Regions from separate parts of the Mus musculus genome. Here all the other regions are linked to region 3. A link is a contact called in public Hi-C and HiChIP or PLAC-seq data. All regions are on one chromosome and are shown on one strand. Each heading gives the region's core, a stretch centred on a gene start, on an enhancer-like site or on the middle of the called end of the contact. The rest is flanking DNA. Distances are from core to core; before and after follow the strand shown.

Evidence for each region. Hi-C and Micro-C count contacts between places; a contact is called where the count stands out from the background. HiChIP or PLAC-seq counts read pairs in DNA pulled down with a chosen protein or histone mark.
Region 1: a contact with region 3 is called in a Hi-C map of cortical neurons, with 2.5 times the contacts expected there. The contact joins two enhancer-like sites. A contact is called at or near these places in 5 of 484 Hi-C or Micro-C datasets (cardiomyocytes, cerebral cortex, cortical neurons and 1 more), 2 of 115 datasets of contacts at active chromatin or transcription factors (astrocytes and embryonic fibroblasts) and 1 of 9 other capture datasets (embryonic stem cells).
Region 2: a contact with region 3 is called in an HNF4G HiChIP or PLAC-seq map of pancreatic cancer cells. The contact joins two enhancer-like sites. A contact is called at or near these places in 9 of 484 Hi-C or Micro-C datasets (B cells, brain, cerebellum and 4 more), 1 of 115 datasets of contacts at active chromatin or transcription factors (pancreatic cancer cells) and 1 of 9 other capture datasets (embryonic stem cells).
Region 4: a Hi-C map of the N1E-115 cell line shows a contact between it and region 3, with 2.7 times the contacts expected there. The contact joins two enhancer-like sites. A contact is called at or near these places in 3 of 484 Hi-C or Micro-C datasets (8-cell embryo, the N1E-115 cell line and morula), 3 of 115 datasets of contacts at active chromatin or transcription factors (astrocytes, embryonic stem cells and pancreatic cancer cells) and 2 of 9 other capture datasets (embryonic stem cells and pancreatic islet).

Annotation. Positions count from the first base shown.
Region 1 is chr6:90,878,986-90,882,262 of GRCm38.p6, reverse strand. It overlaps a transcript of Iqsec1 not described here. Among named protein-coding and RNA genes, the nearest start is that of Iqsec1, 71 kb to the right of the region's middle. Within about 2 kb of position 1,667, at least 15 of the 459 cell types and tissues checked have an H3K27ac peak or open chromatin away from gene starts, as enhancers often do. A contact at or near this core is called in cortical neurons, where this site is marked.
Region 2 is chr6:91,289,207-91,292,451 of GRCm38.p6, reverse strand. No RefSeq gene overlaps it. Among named protein-coding and RNA genes, the nearest start is that of Fbln2, 78 kb to the right of the region's middle. Within about 2 kb of position 1,256, at least 7 of the 459 cell types and tissues checked have an H3K27ac peak or open chromatin away from gene starts, as enhancers often do. A contact at or near this core is called in pancreatic cancer cells, where this site is marked.
Region 3 is chr6:91,074,498-91,077,993 of GRCm38.p6, reverse strand. It overlaps Nup210 (nucleoporin 210), which reads left to right. Exons shown (of 40, transcript NM_018815.2): 7 at 1,278-1,436; 8 at 2,019-2,087. Among named protein-coding and RNA genes, the nearest start is that of Nup210, 41 kb to the left of the region's middle. Within about 2 kb of position 1,648, at least 99 of the 459 cell types and tissues checked have an H3K27ac peak or open chromatin away from gene starts, as enhancers often do. A contact at or near this core is called in the N1E-115 cell line, cortical neurons and pancreatic cancer cells, where this site is marked.
Region 4 is chr6:90,919,130-90,922,166 of GRCm38.p6, reverse strand. It overlaps a transcript of Iqsec1 not described here. Among named protein-coding and RNA genes, the nearest start is that of Gm38860, 89 kb to the left of the region's middle. Within about 2 kb of position 1,401, at least 24 of the 459 cell types and tissues checked have an H3K27ac peak or open chromatin away from gene starts, as enhancers often do. A contact at or near this core is called in the N1E-115 cell line, where this site is marked.

The DNA of each region.
Region 1 (3,277 bases), core at 418-2,917, 200 kb after region 3:
AAGCAGGGACTAGCAGGCACCAATATGTCCCCTGCATTGTATTTGTGCTCAGAAATTGGGGTGCATCCAAAAATGAGCAAGTTATATACAACATTTTTTTTTTTTTGGTTTTATGAGACAGGGTTTCTCTGTGTAGCCTGGAACTCACTCTGGAACTCAGAGATATGCCTGCCTCTGCCTCCTGAGTGCTGGGATTAAAGGCGTGTGCCACCACGCCCAGCTATACAACATCTTTTACCCTCCCTAAAGTCCCAATGAAAAGCAGGCATGATTCCACTCACGTTCACTCTGGGAAGCCAATGAGTTAATTGGGCTTCCTTACAGAGCTTAGGTGTGAAGTTACTTACAAGATTATGGGTGCTCCCACTCCAAGAAAGTCCACACTGGAAAGTCTTGCCTCAGCAGGGATGATGGCTTCCCCATAGGCACATAGATGGAGCCCTCTTCCCTTAGTCTTCTCCATTTTATATATCCTGGCTCCTCCCTGAGTTCCTGAGGACACATGCTGTTGGCCTCATTGCATATAGCTGGTTGGGAGGAATGGCTGGCTACTCAGGTAAGGGTCCGATGACCCTCCCCACACCTCCTTCTCTGAGGGAATGCCAGCCATGATAATATTTAGCAAGTGGGTCCTGATGATCTGATGAGAATGGTAGCACATTGGCTTGGAGGATAGTTCTGTACAATAGCAAGGAAGGGTGACATGAATGTGGGCACCGCCCTGTGACATTGCTGCTGCAAATGTTCTGAAGCATTCCACGGTAAATCCATGGGAAACATCCTGGTAAATAAGGCAGACCCTACCTACCCTCTCCAAGCAGAAGGCAGGAAGCAGATAGACAACTAGGATAGCTTGCTTCAGAGTATGATGTGTCCCTGTAAAGACAGGTGGGGGAATGTGGTGTGGAATCATAATTAGATTGAGCAAGCTATTGAGAGGAGAACATAGGGAGGGTCTGGATCCTAGGAGGTGGTATCTGGAATGGAGTGTGAATGATAGAAGAGAAGTGTTTAATTCAAGAGCCAGGAGCAGCTCCCGGGCAGGCGGACAGCAGTTTCTAAGTTGGGATGCCAGCAGTTGGGGACAGAGTAGAGTGTGTGTGGCTGAAACAGGCAACCAGAGGTATTATCAGACTCCTAAGAGGCAGGGGAATAGAGGGGAGCAGATCTGAGTCTCCTGGCTGTGAGCATTGGGGTAGAATTTGGATTGAATGTTCAGGGCAAAGTGTTCCAGAGTGGATGGAGAGGGGCAAACCTTGGTCTGAGAGGCTGAGGGAGCATATGAGTAAGGCTGGCACAGAACATAGTCAGCTGCAGCACTTCCACTACGGCAAAAGATGCGTAGGAAAGCCAGTGTGCCATGGACTTGAAGAGTTTAACAGCAATGACCTCGTGTGGCAGATTACACTTGATTTTTACTTGTTTTTCTTAGGCTAAGACTGGTGGTAGCTTCAGGCTTGAATTTATACTAATCCTGGCACTTCCCTGCAGACGGCAGAATCCCTTCTTGCCTATGGGGGATTATTTGTGGGTGTTAGAACTGTACTCAAGGGGATCAAGTTTGGATTCCCCATATCAGAGAACAGACCAGCCTGAACAACTTACCCACCCGGCTGTTGCCATGGAATCCCAGACTGTGACGTATAAGCATGGACCCTGGTGTCAGCTGTTATGTGAAAAGCAGACACTTGTATCTTCTGCCACCCAGAGGCTCTTTCTATGCTACCCTGTGTTGCTCATGTGGATCTCCTTGTTTGTATAGGCATTTATTCAGAGTTGCAGAGCCCCCATGGAGACCACAGCTGTCTTGGAAATAAAGATTTCAGTTTGCAGGGGCTGAAGTCTAGTAAGGCTCACAAGGACTGGACATGCCAGTGTATACCAGCCTGAGCAGCCAACTACCAGCACCTGGCCTTCTTTGCTTGCTGAAGCCCTGAACAGGTGAAGCATGGCAACAACTTGATACTAGCTGGGCTGACCCACCTTCTCCACTTTGTCCTTGTCCTTCCCCATTCAAATCACTGCTCACCTCCTGGTCTCTCAGACAACATAAACTATAGCATCCAGAACCTCAGCACATGCACAGTGAATGGATCATCTTGGCCTTAAGACCTGTCAGCAAGTGTGAGGTTAGCTGCTGTGACCTATCACCTGTTCCCTTCAATTTTGAAATCCATCCTTTTCTGAGTGCTTATCTTGTTTGGAAGGAGCCAGTAGGTTCAGGAATGCTTTTGATCTTCTGCTGCCTCTTCTCATGTTCATTGATGACAGAACCATAGTCAAGTACACACTTACTACATACCACACAGGCACAATGCATATCCCTCCACATACATTTATACCTATGTAGCCATCAAACACACATATGAATTGGCATGTATGTATGCTAATGTGCATATTTATGCAAAACAAAGACATGGACCCATACCCATACAGGAACACATGCCTACCTTTAAGCTTACATATTACTCTTCATGCATAGATGCATGCCCATATGGGCACATGCATGTATATACCTACACATGAATCACAGAGAGCTCATCTTCCTCAGAGTTTCCACAGCTTTCAACTTTTTGTTTCTCTATTGGCTGCTTTTGTTCCTGAAGTAGCAGTGCAACTCAACTCAGGGCCATCTTGCAAATGTGAGATGAGGAATGAGCTGTTTTGCCATAACTTCCCACCACAGATATGTCTTGACTTGCTCCATGTCAGGCCCATGTGTGGTCCAGCTCTTCAAATGCTGAAGTTGTTTCAGAAGTCTCCACTATCTTTGTAAGCTCTATAATCAGCCACAGAGCAGCCACAAAGCAGCTTCATAGCTGGAACACCATATAGTCTCCCTTTTACCTGCAGACAGGTGGCAAATAACACAGCTTGTTGGCAGCTACACCTGGGCTTTCTCTTTATTATATTCTTGAAGACTAATTGTTTTTTTTTCCCTTCTAAAATCCATATGGAAACTAAGGCTCACACAGGCTAAATTACTTTAGAATCCACATGGAAGCCAATCTGGAGCAGTACTGGGTGGTATCCTAGACAGACCGGCATCTAAGAGCTCTGCTTTGTTACCTGGCATCTCCTGGCTTTGCAGCATCCGAGGTTGCTAGGGCTCCTGTCTGAGATGGCCTTGCTGAAACTCAGCAACATAACAAGAAGTCCCTGGGGCTGCACAGTGGACATGATGGGCATTTACTGAGTGGATAGGCAGCAGTGAAGAGCCTCAAGTGGGAGCTAGGTGGAAGCTGCCTTCCGTGTGCTATGAGGGAGGTAATGGAAG
Region 2 (3,245 bases), core at 7-2,506, 210 kb before region 3:
GTTTCCTGCCAGTGTGACAAGGCCACCCCATGGTTTCAGACCATCTCCATCTTAGCTTGACTGTCACCTTCCAGTCTTGAACGGAGGGGTGGTCCACCTTCCCTGGGATGGGGGACAGCCCAGTGACAGCCTCAGTGCTGGAGTGGGGCCCAGCTCTCCTCTTCCCCAAGGTTCCTTACCAGCCTCTACTTCTCCCCTCAGCCTGGGCTTCAGTTTCCCACCTACCAGAAGTTTCCAAAGACTCAGTCCCACACCCCGCCTTCCATCCCCAGTGAATCACTGACAGATGCAGAGAATCACACGTGTATTGTGCTTTACAGTAAGAGTGAGGTCTGTAGAGATGAGCTTGCCCCGGGCTCTCCCAGCACACCAAGAGAAGGCTAATTGCAGGCATCAGTACACCCCTGAGTTCCTAAGCAAATTCCACAGTAAATTCTGTGTGAGGACTCTCCACTCTAACCCACGAGTCACGTGGCCTCTCTCTGTGGCCTCTCAGGAGAGATGAGTTTGCCTAGCCATAAGTAGGAAAGTAAGAGGACCCCTGGTCATGCAAGTATCATGAAAACGGCATGAGGTCACCCATGTGGGGCTCAAAAGATATCAGCACCCCAGCCTCTGCTGAGCACCTGACCCACATCCTCATCTCTCACCACATACACTTTCAATTTCTTCTCATTTTACAGTTGGGGAAACTGAGGCTCAGAGAGAGACATGCTGCTCTTCTGCCCTCAAACTGTAATCAGTAAGTTATGTTGAGTAAGAGTGCCCACCCTTGGGTCCCTGCTGACGTGCTCCTAAGTCCACAGTCATCCCCGACCTTCCCGGGATCCAGTTCTGGCTGCAAGGAGCCATGGCGGAGGGGTCTTCCCTGCTTTCTCTGCGTGAGACCACTGCTGACTACAAGCAATGCCCACTCTGATTCTTCCTTGTTACTCAGATTCTCAATGGTATGTCGCCACGATGATTACCAGCAGGGTGAGAGCTGGGGGCGGGGGGGCAGGACAGGGATTCTGGCAGACGTGGGATGTCCAGGCTGAAGGAATCAAGTTGCCTGGCTTAGGGAGAAGGGTAGGAAGCTAGATTTGGGTGGAGACTCTGCACTCCACCTGAAGGGCTCAGGACAGTAAATAAGGAGAGCGGGTGCACTGATTTCCATGGGCTCCTTGCTGAGCAGGAACTGGCCTGTGGGTCGATGTGCTGGGATGTGGGGCAGGAAGACACGGGGACTCAGTTGCTGGCTGCCAGGAGGTATTGATTCCAGGCACAGTGCTGGGACCCAGCCAAGAGATGAGGTCATGAAGGACAGGACGGTGACTCCGGGGGCGGTGGTGTCCCAGCCGATGACGTGATTGCCAGCCATAAGGAGTCTGCCTGGAAGACAGAACCTCTCTCTCCTTCCTTCTCCTTGGCAGTCTCCTCATCCCATACTGCAGTGAGGCCCATCGGGTCTGATCTGCCTTCCAATTTGCTGTGTGACCCTGGGCGGGTCATCACCTCTTTGGGTTCCTAAGGGTAACTCACAGCTCCAAAAATACCTCCAGTATTGATTTTGAGCAGTTCCCATCTATGGATATTGACAACACCCAACTACCACACATAGCTGCCTCAGTTTCCCACTGTGTGACTTAGGTACTGGGGGCACGCTTCTTCCCATCTCCACCTAGACTGTCTCCCTGTAGATAGTGGAGTAGGCAGTGGCAGGTTAGAGCCTGGCTGTGCCACAGAGGGACTGTGAGGTGCGCCTTTCTGCTTTGTGTCTGGCTCCCCACCATGAGGCCAGTACAGAACTTCTCTGCACAGGGCAGACCCTGAGAGACAGGAAGGGTGACTGAAGACACTGAGATAGTATCCTGTCCTATGTCCTGTGGGCTCCACTTTGTCCTGGATCCAAGCTTTAAGGCTCCATTTCCTGAGCCTCAATTTCATGTAGGGACAGTGTGGCTGGGAACCTGAAGGGAGACTGCTCAGGGTGAAGTTTGACATTAGGGCTTGGCATATAAGAGCTCTATTCTCTTAGTTGCTGTGAGCATCCAGCCAGGTCCCACACATGTATGTCCCTTGCTCTGTTAAATCCGGAGCAGCCTGGTCCCTATCCTCAAGAGTGTGGGTACCACATCAATACAGGAGAGCACTGGGTACTGCATCAATCCAGGAGAGCATTGGAGACCAACTCCAGGGCCCCGTGACCAGAGCAATGGGCCAGCAACCAAGAGCTCCAGGGCCCCTCTCAGCTACAAAACCACAAAGCCGCGAATCTCCTTAACTCCCTGTCTAACTTCACTCAGGAACAAAAGCTTGGCATCTATCTACAGTGCAGGATTTGGTGTCTATTTTCCAAAGCTCGGCATCTATGCCCCAGAGCTTTGAGTCTACATTCAGCGCCAAGTACCTATATTATGGGGATGGTGTCTACACCATGTAGCCGGTATCTGCAAGGATTTTCTGATGTCATAATGCAGTACTGGACCTCTACAGTCTAAGCCAATGAAGTGTTGGCAGTCTTTGAGACAAGAACAAAATCAACTGGGAGAAGATGAGGCCTGAATGAGAAGTGTGGTTGTGGGGAAGCCAGTGGGCCTCAGGAGAGAGATGGGTGGGTGGCTTGGGGGAGGGGGGTCCATAGTGTCACTGCCATGGCCTCAAGTCCCAATACCTCTCCCTTCCCCCAGTGTGTTCCACCTTCCCTGGCCTGCCTATAACTTTGACACACCAGGCATAGCTGCCACAGGGCCTTTGCACTGGCTGGGCTCTGGTTTTCCCCTTTCATCTCACAGGTTTCTGCTCAGGTGGTGCTTTCCCAGAAACCCCCTGGCCACAGCCCGAGCAAGTCACTGACCAGCAACCCCTGCCATCACCCTACTTGACTTCCTCCTTGGGTTTGTGCCTAGAACCCACACCAGTGTCCTACACGAAACCTAAACATTAGGATGGGAGCTGAGCTCCCATGCAGATAACCATCCCTTTGCATTCACCCTGGTGGCCCCATGGCAGCTGCTTCCCAACAGTCCAGGTTCCAGGCAGAGCCTGACCTCTGGACTCTGCGTAGAACAAGGCTCCATCCAAAAGAGCAGGCATTCTTAGGTGCCCCTCCTGTGCCCCTGGCAGGCTGCACATCAGGCATGTGTGTGGGCAAGTGGATTCTGTGAGCAGAAGGAGCAGCCCATGGTAAGGGAGGTTGACATCCAAGGGGGCTGCCATCCCCAAAGGGGGAGTCTCAAGGTTGCACATGGCTTTGCTCCTCAGTC
Region 3 (3,496 bases), core at 399-2,898:
TAACAACCCGCAGTTTCTAGTACTGGAGTTCTAGACCTGCTTTCATTCCTTTCAGGGCCGTGCCCTAGTGACCTAACCACTTTCCCCTAGGCCACATTGCTTTGTTTTTAATTTCTCAATCTTTTCAAAAATTACGTTTTTAAAATTCTGTATCTCTTTGTGAATATGTGCATGGGGGTGCAGGCGCCTGCAGTGGCTTAGGCATCAGTTCCTCTGAGCTGGAGTTGTGAGTTGCCTAAATGTGTGCTGAATATTGAACTCAGGTCCTCTGCACTCTTATTCCCTAAGCCACCTCTCCAGCCCCCAATCATCAGTCTTCCCGTGCTCTCTGTCGCGGTACGTGAGCATGGGGGTATGTGAGCATGGGGGTATGCCTGCCACTGGTCTGAGAGCAGCCTCAGGCCAGCTGACATGGAAGCCTCTGGGGATTCTCCTGTCTTCCATCATGCCATAGGAATGCTGGGATTGCAAACACATGCTACTGCTTTGTGTTGGTGCTGGGTTTTGAACACCCTTTGGACACCTTTGAACATCCTCATCCTTACCCAGCAAGTGCTTTACACACTGACCCATCCGTGACATGTTTTCTAGCATATGAAGTTTAGGTTCTTAAAGCAGTGGAAGTCATAGCAGACCATGAGCTAGCTTCTCACCTGACTTGCTCAGCCCTCTCTAAAGTGGGGATGCCAGTAGTCCTTGTTCCTAGGGTTGTTGAGAGATGAGATGAGGGAAATTGGTCATGAGATGCCTAAGCAAGACCAGAGCTCTTTCACCGCAGAGTCTGGTGTCGCTTTTCCTTTCTGGGAAATTGAACTCCTATCCAGCAGGTGTCTTCAAACAAAAGTACTGTGTTCTCTGCCCAGAGAGTGAAGATGGTGGGTTTCCCAGAACCTGTGATTTCCTGGGAATTGTTCTGTGACCTGGGCTCTTGTTGGGAAAGTCATTTTTACACAAATTTAGACCGAGGGGGGAGCACAGAGAGTGGTCAGGATTAGAATCATTCTTTGCGATGGTAAGCTGAGCATCCAAAAACCCATAGAAGACCATCAGGTCCAACTTTTTTGGTAATACAGTGAGAACCCCACTGGGCCCAGATGTAGAGAAGAGCTTGCTCACTTCGGGGGGGAGGGGGATGGTCAGGTGTTCACCACTGCTAGCATTCTTCAAGCTGCTGTCTTGACAGCAGGTCCCAAGAGTCAGGGCTGGAGACGGCCGTCTTGGTGTGCAGCATTTCACACTTTCATCTTACCTGCTTTTCTCATCTCTTTCTCATACAGAACTCTCAATGCCTTCTGATCAATATGAGCTGCAGCTCCAGAACAGCATCCCAGATCCTCAGGGAGACCCCGCCCGTCCTGTGGCCATCCTGACACAGGACACATCAAGAGTCACTGCCATGCAGATGGGACAGAGCAACCTGGTCCTGGGCCACAGGAATATCCTCCGCTCTGGCACCGTGTCGTGCTGACTGCTTTGAAGCCAAGTTGTTTTTCTCCCTTAAAGCCAGCCAGGACTAAAAATAGCACTGTTTCCCCATCTGTCTGAAAATCAGAAAGAGCCTAAATAGCAACCCGCTGAGTGGAATTGCTCACCTCTGTAGATGACTCACAGAGACTCCCAGAGCCAGGAGTCTGGCGGAGGCATACGTCACTCCAGGCCTCTGGAAGCTTCCCAGGAACCACAGTCCCTCCCCTCAGAGGGGGCCTGGCAGAAGCTGTGTGAGTACTGTGCGAACACTGGCACATAGGTTGTTGAAAACCCAAGATGGATTGTATGCCCTGGGGTCCCTGGTGTCCCTTGCAGAGACTCGGCTTTGTAGGGCAGATGGTACAGTAAGGGTCTTGACTCACCAACATCTTCGCTCTAAGATGTAGATCTTCGGCCTAATCTAGGGGTTCCTCACCCACTTCTTAGTTCATATGGTATCTGTGTGATGCTCAAACCGTGTGCATCAGGCAGAAAGCCCTGGCTGCTTTACCCTTTGTATCTTATGTTTTATACCTTAATTAAGAATTCAGGTATCCGTATGCAAGGAGCTTCTAGGCTCCCCAACAGCACCATCTATGTGGTTGAAGCCGGATACCTAGGTAAGTCTGGCCCCCTGGGGTTTCCTACACATTGATTGCCTGTGATTCCATCATTTGAGAGATCAAAGAGTAAAAGCAAGACCTGAGATTCAGCTCAGCAGTATATGTCTTAGCTCATATGAGAATAGTCAATCCCTTGGACCTGTCAGCAAAAGCAAACCCACCTAACTGCAGAGGTACAGTAGCTCTCACACTGACCACATCCTCCGCCATGCTCACGGCCATCAGTCCTCAGCCCTGGCAGCATGCAGACCTGAGTGCTGCTCTGCACCTGTCAAGGTTGGGGACCCTGTGCCTAGCTGGTCATCTTTAGGTTGATGTGAGAGTTGGCAGTACCTTGGCAGGGAAGAAGGAGGCATCAGAGAGAGGAGGGAACCACCTGTAGCAGTAAATGACCCTGAAGCCCAGGTGGATCTGGGAGCTGCAATGATAGCCAGCGCGGAGACCTTTGGGGCATGTGTGTCATGGGAGTCACCATGGTAGTGTTTTCTTTAGTCTGAGGCAGCTCACCTAAGGAGCTCACAGCCAGAGTTCAGTCTGGAGAGCAGTGGCCAGATGGGCAGCAGTACCCTTAATTAAGATCCTCTTGTCAGGGAGCTTGTGAACCTCTGGTGGTGCAGCACCCAGCTAACAGGCACCAACCCCCGTATGCCTCAAGGACCCTTTGTGTCTCGGCAGCATCCTTTGCCTGATTGGCCTGGGGTGAGACTTAGCTCCACAGTAGAGGTTGGTACAAACAGGTGGCAACAGTGTGGTAGGAGCAAACACCAGGGCAGAGGAAAGACTTCGGGAGGTTCATGGGAGGCAGGTGCTGTGTCAGACTGATTTTCTGTGGTGGGAAGGGCACCTGGCAGAGTTAACAGCTTAGTTGGAGCTATGGAGATGAGAAAGCAAACAACCTTGTGGGAATAGAAGTAGCTAGTGTTGCATTGTGTGTGGGGGATGTGGGGTGGAGGAGACAAAGGGCTAGCTAGGTGCTCTCAGAGCCCAGACCCAGATACATCTTATCCAGAGCTCTCGGGAGCTTTAGCCTAGGATCCAAAACCTGTTCTAGCTTCAGACTTAGACCTGTCATCCCTGAGAGTTTAGACCTTCTGTGGGTACAGGTGAGACACAGTATCACCACAGGTAACTTGTGTTTCAGCCTTAGAGTCTACACTGCCATGGTCTTGAGTGGACTTGTATGGCCTTGGGATAGACTCATATTGGCCAATGGGTAGACCAGCTGAGGACTCAGAGTCTAAATGAGCTATGGCCTCAGACTAGATCCACTGGAGCCTCAGACCTACTGGGAAGTCAGAATTCTGGTTGTCACAGCCTCAGAGCTTAAACCTGCTGAGGGTCAGATTCTGGGTATGTTCAGTGTTGGACCCAGGAACCAGGAAGACCGGCTGTGGTTTCTCTAGGTT
Region 4 (3,037 bases), core at 152-2,651, 160 kb after region 3:
TAGATGTGTACCTGTATGGGTTTATGTACACCATATGTGTGCAGGTGCCTGTAAAGACTAGAGGCTATCACATTCCTGGGAACTGAGTTACAGGTGGTTATGAGCTGGCACATAGGTGCTGGGAACCCTAACTCAGGTTCTCTGCAGGAGCAGTAAGTGCTCTTAAGTGTCAAGCCATCTCTACAGCTGAAAATTCTTATTTTGTGAGCTTTTCAACAGGCCCTGCCTGAAGTGCCCTGCCCCAGATGCTGAGCCACATGCTGCATCCCAGCTCTGCCCCACTTCAACTGTGCCTGTCCCTTGCCCTCTGAGGTCTGCTGTTCTGGAGCTGTTTGTCGTGGGCCGGCACAGGATGGCTTGAAATTGTCTGAACATACAAACCACTTAGGCTGCACAGGGGGTGAAATACAGCAGCCTTGTCTTGCCTTCTCCCGGTGCCATGGACACATCGATAAATCATCCGTGCTGAGAACGTTTTATAATGTCTTGGTGCTTTATTATCTGTGTGCATTTGCCTCCCTGGCCCCAAAGAGGCGTTTATTAACTCCTCTAATATGGAGAGTGCATCGTCTGGCTAATTATGTCTCTGCAGCCATATGGGGTCACAATATTTTAAAACATAAAGATCTTTAGTAGCTGAGAGGCAGCTCTGTGGATAAGAGTGCTTAGGCATGGTCTGAGGACCCGAGCCTGCATCTCCAGCAGCCTTGTAAAAAACTAGGTGTGGCTGCATGTACTTGTAACCTCAGGGTAAGGGTAGGGCAGGAGGATTGTTGGATTTCTGGCTAGCAGCCTAGCTGAGGAAATGTTATAGATCAAGGGAATAAGGCTGAGCATGATTGAGGACACACACACACACACACAAACACACACACACACACACACACACACACACAAAAGAGAGAGAGAGAGAGAGAGAGAGAGAGAGAGAGAGAGAGAGTAGAATAAATATCTTTTGACACCCTGTGACCCTTTGCTTTTCTGAAGGAGTTTGAAGGAGTTCGAAGATAACCTTTGCAGTTGTCAACAAAGCTACCTCATGGACATCAGCTGGGACCTGGAAAGTGGATACTGCTGTTTTGATGTACATGGAACTCAGGCCAAAGGAGGTTATTCTGCTCATGCTAAAGAGTGCCACTAATTTAATCAGTGTGGCCTTCTTGATTCCATCAGGCTGCTGGCTCAGTCCTCCAGCAGGTCCTCAAAGCAGCCGTTTTGCATCTTGGCCAGTAGTTTATTTTGGAAACTTCCTTTCCCTAGATCAAAGATTTTGTCTTCGTTCTCTTAAGGCTCCTTTCTTGAGTGATTTGGGACCCTATCTTTAGGACTTTCTGTCACAGAGGGCATGCATCCTGCCCTGCTGGTGCAAGGGGAAGTGACAGCTGATTGAAGAGTCACCTTCTCTTTATTTGCCAGATGGTGAAAGGGGGCTGAGTTCCCACCATCTGCATTTCCCCTCCCCCAGCCTTTGCAGATCACAGCCAGCATCAGCAGTTATAAACAGTAGGTTTTCAGTCATTCTGCCAGTCCCCAAACATGAAGTAGAGCCTTCCCTCAGCTAGGCGCCCTGGGCGGGGGGTGGTGGTGGTGGTGGGTGGGTGGGTGGGTGGGTGGGTTGGGTGGGGCACAGTGTTCTGAGAGCTGTCATTCAGCCAAACCTAGGCCAATTCATACCGCATGGCTTTGAGACAACTAGATTGCAATGGCCCAGTCAACCAGCGTTTTGTAAAACCTGGATCACTGAGCTTAGTTACAGATAATAAGTTTCATTCTTGTTAGTCCTGGCAGAGACAAACATTGCTCCAGGATGACAGTGACTATGCTTCATGAGAGCCCAGAAAGCACTATATAGTCATAGACAAGCTCACCTGAGTCCTCAGATCTGCCTTGTGTAGACAGGTGCTACTGCAGCTGCTGTCCTTGTGGGGCCGTGTTTTACAGGGGCCACTTCCTGTCTCTCCAGACTTCTGGCAGAATTCCAGCCAAGGACTGGCAGTGAGAGGTCTCCTGCATGCGTGCCATGCAAGCTGTGACTTGGGCTTCTTTCTGGTTCCCAGAGAAGCAAGGGCCCATCAGGAGGGCCCAATTCCAACTTCAGGGCCTCAGCTCAAGTTCCCTGCCATGCTTCTGTGCCCTGCTGTGCTGGCTGTGTATTTAGAGGTAAAATGGGCTTTGGACCATCCCTGCATCAGTGTGCTTTGCATACCACTTATAAATCAAGACACAGGTCCTTAGCTGCTTCAGCTCACAGTCTGGGCGTGTTTAATATGATGCCTGGTGGAATTTGATTGGGTTTATAAGGATCTTTTATGGTCCCAAGCAACTCAGTGCACACCTTTAGTCCCACATCTGGGAAAGCAGAGGCAGATTTCTGTTAGTTTAAGACAGCCTGCTGTACATAGTGAGTTCCAGGCCAGCGAGGACTTTGTAGTGAGCTCCCCACCCCCTCTCAGTTTAAAGGAACTCTGGATAAAACCCACTGTGAGAGCAGATTGATTAGGAATGGGAGTAATCAGCTGGCCCTACAATTCATTTCGAATTGTTAGTGCAAGGACTCTTGGAGCTTTTAAAGCCCAAAGAAAGCAATAGTGCTAAAGATGTGCAGTGATGGAGATGGTGCAGTGCTGGCCCAGGGAAAGGGCAGTGGTGCAGGGGGATAGGACTGAGTTCCACTTCTGAGCTCCTCTTGATAGGAAACCTGGGTCTGTGCAGAAGGGAGAGAACAGTCATGCAGTCTCTGCAACGAATGCTGCTGGACACTTGGCTCTCTACTTGAAATAAATGGATTTAGATTCTTAGCTTAGGCTGTAAACCAAAACCTTAAAGTGTAACTGTAAACAAAAGAGCTAAAGAAGATAAAAGTACTTGCATGAAAACAGGAATGATTTTCATGACATGATACTTGACAAAAAATTTTTAGATATCACATCAAAAAAACATGAGCAACCAAAGAAAAGAGATAAATTAAGTTGGATTGTGCAAAGTCCAAACCTTCTGTGTCTCAAGAAATACTATTAAAAATTCCACAGAAAACAAA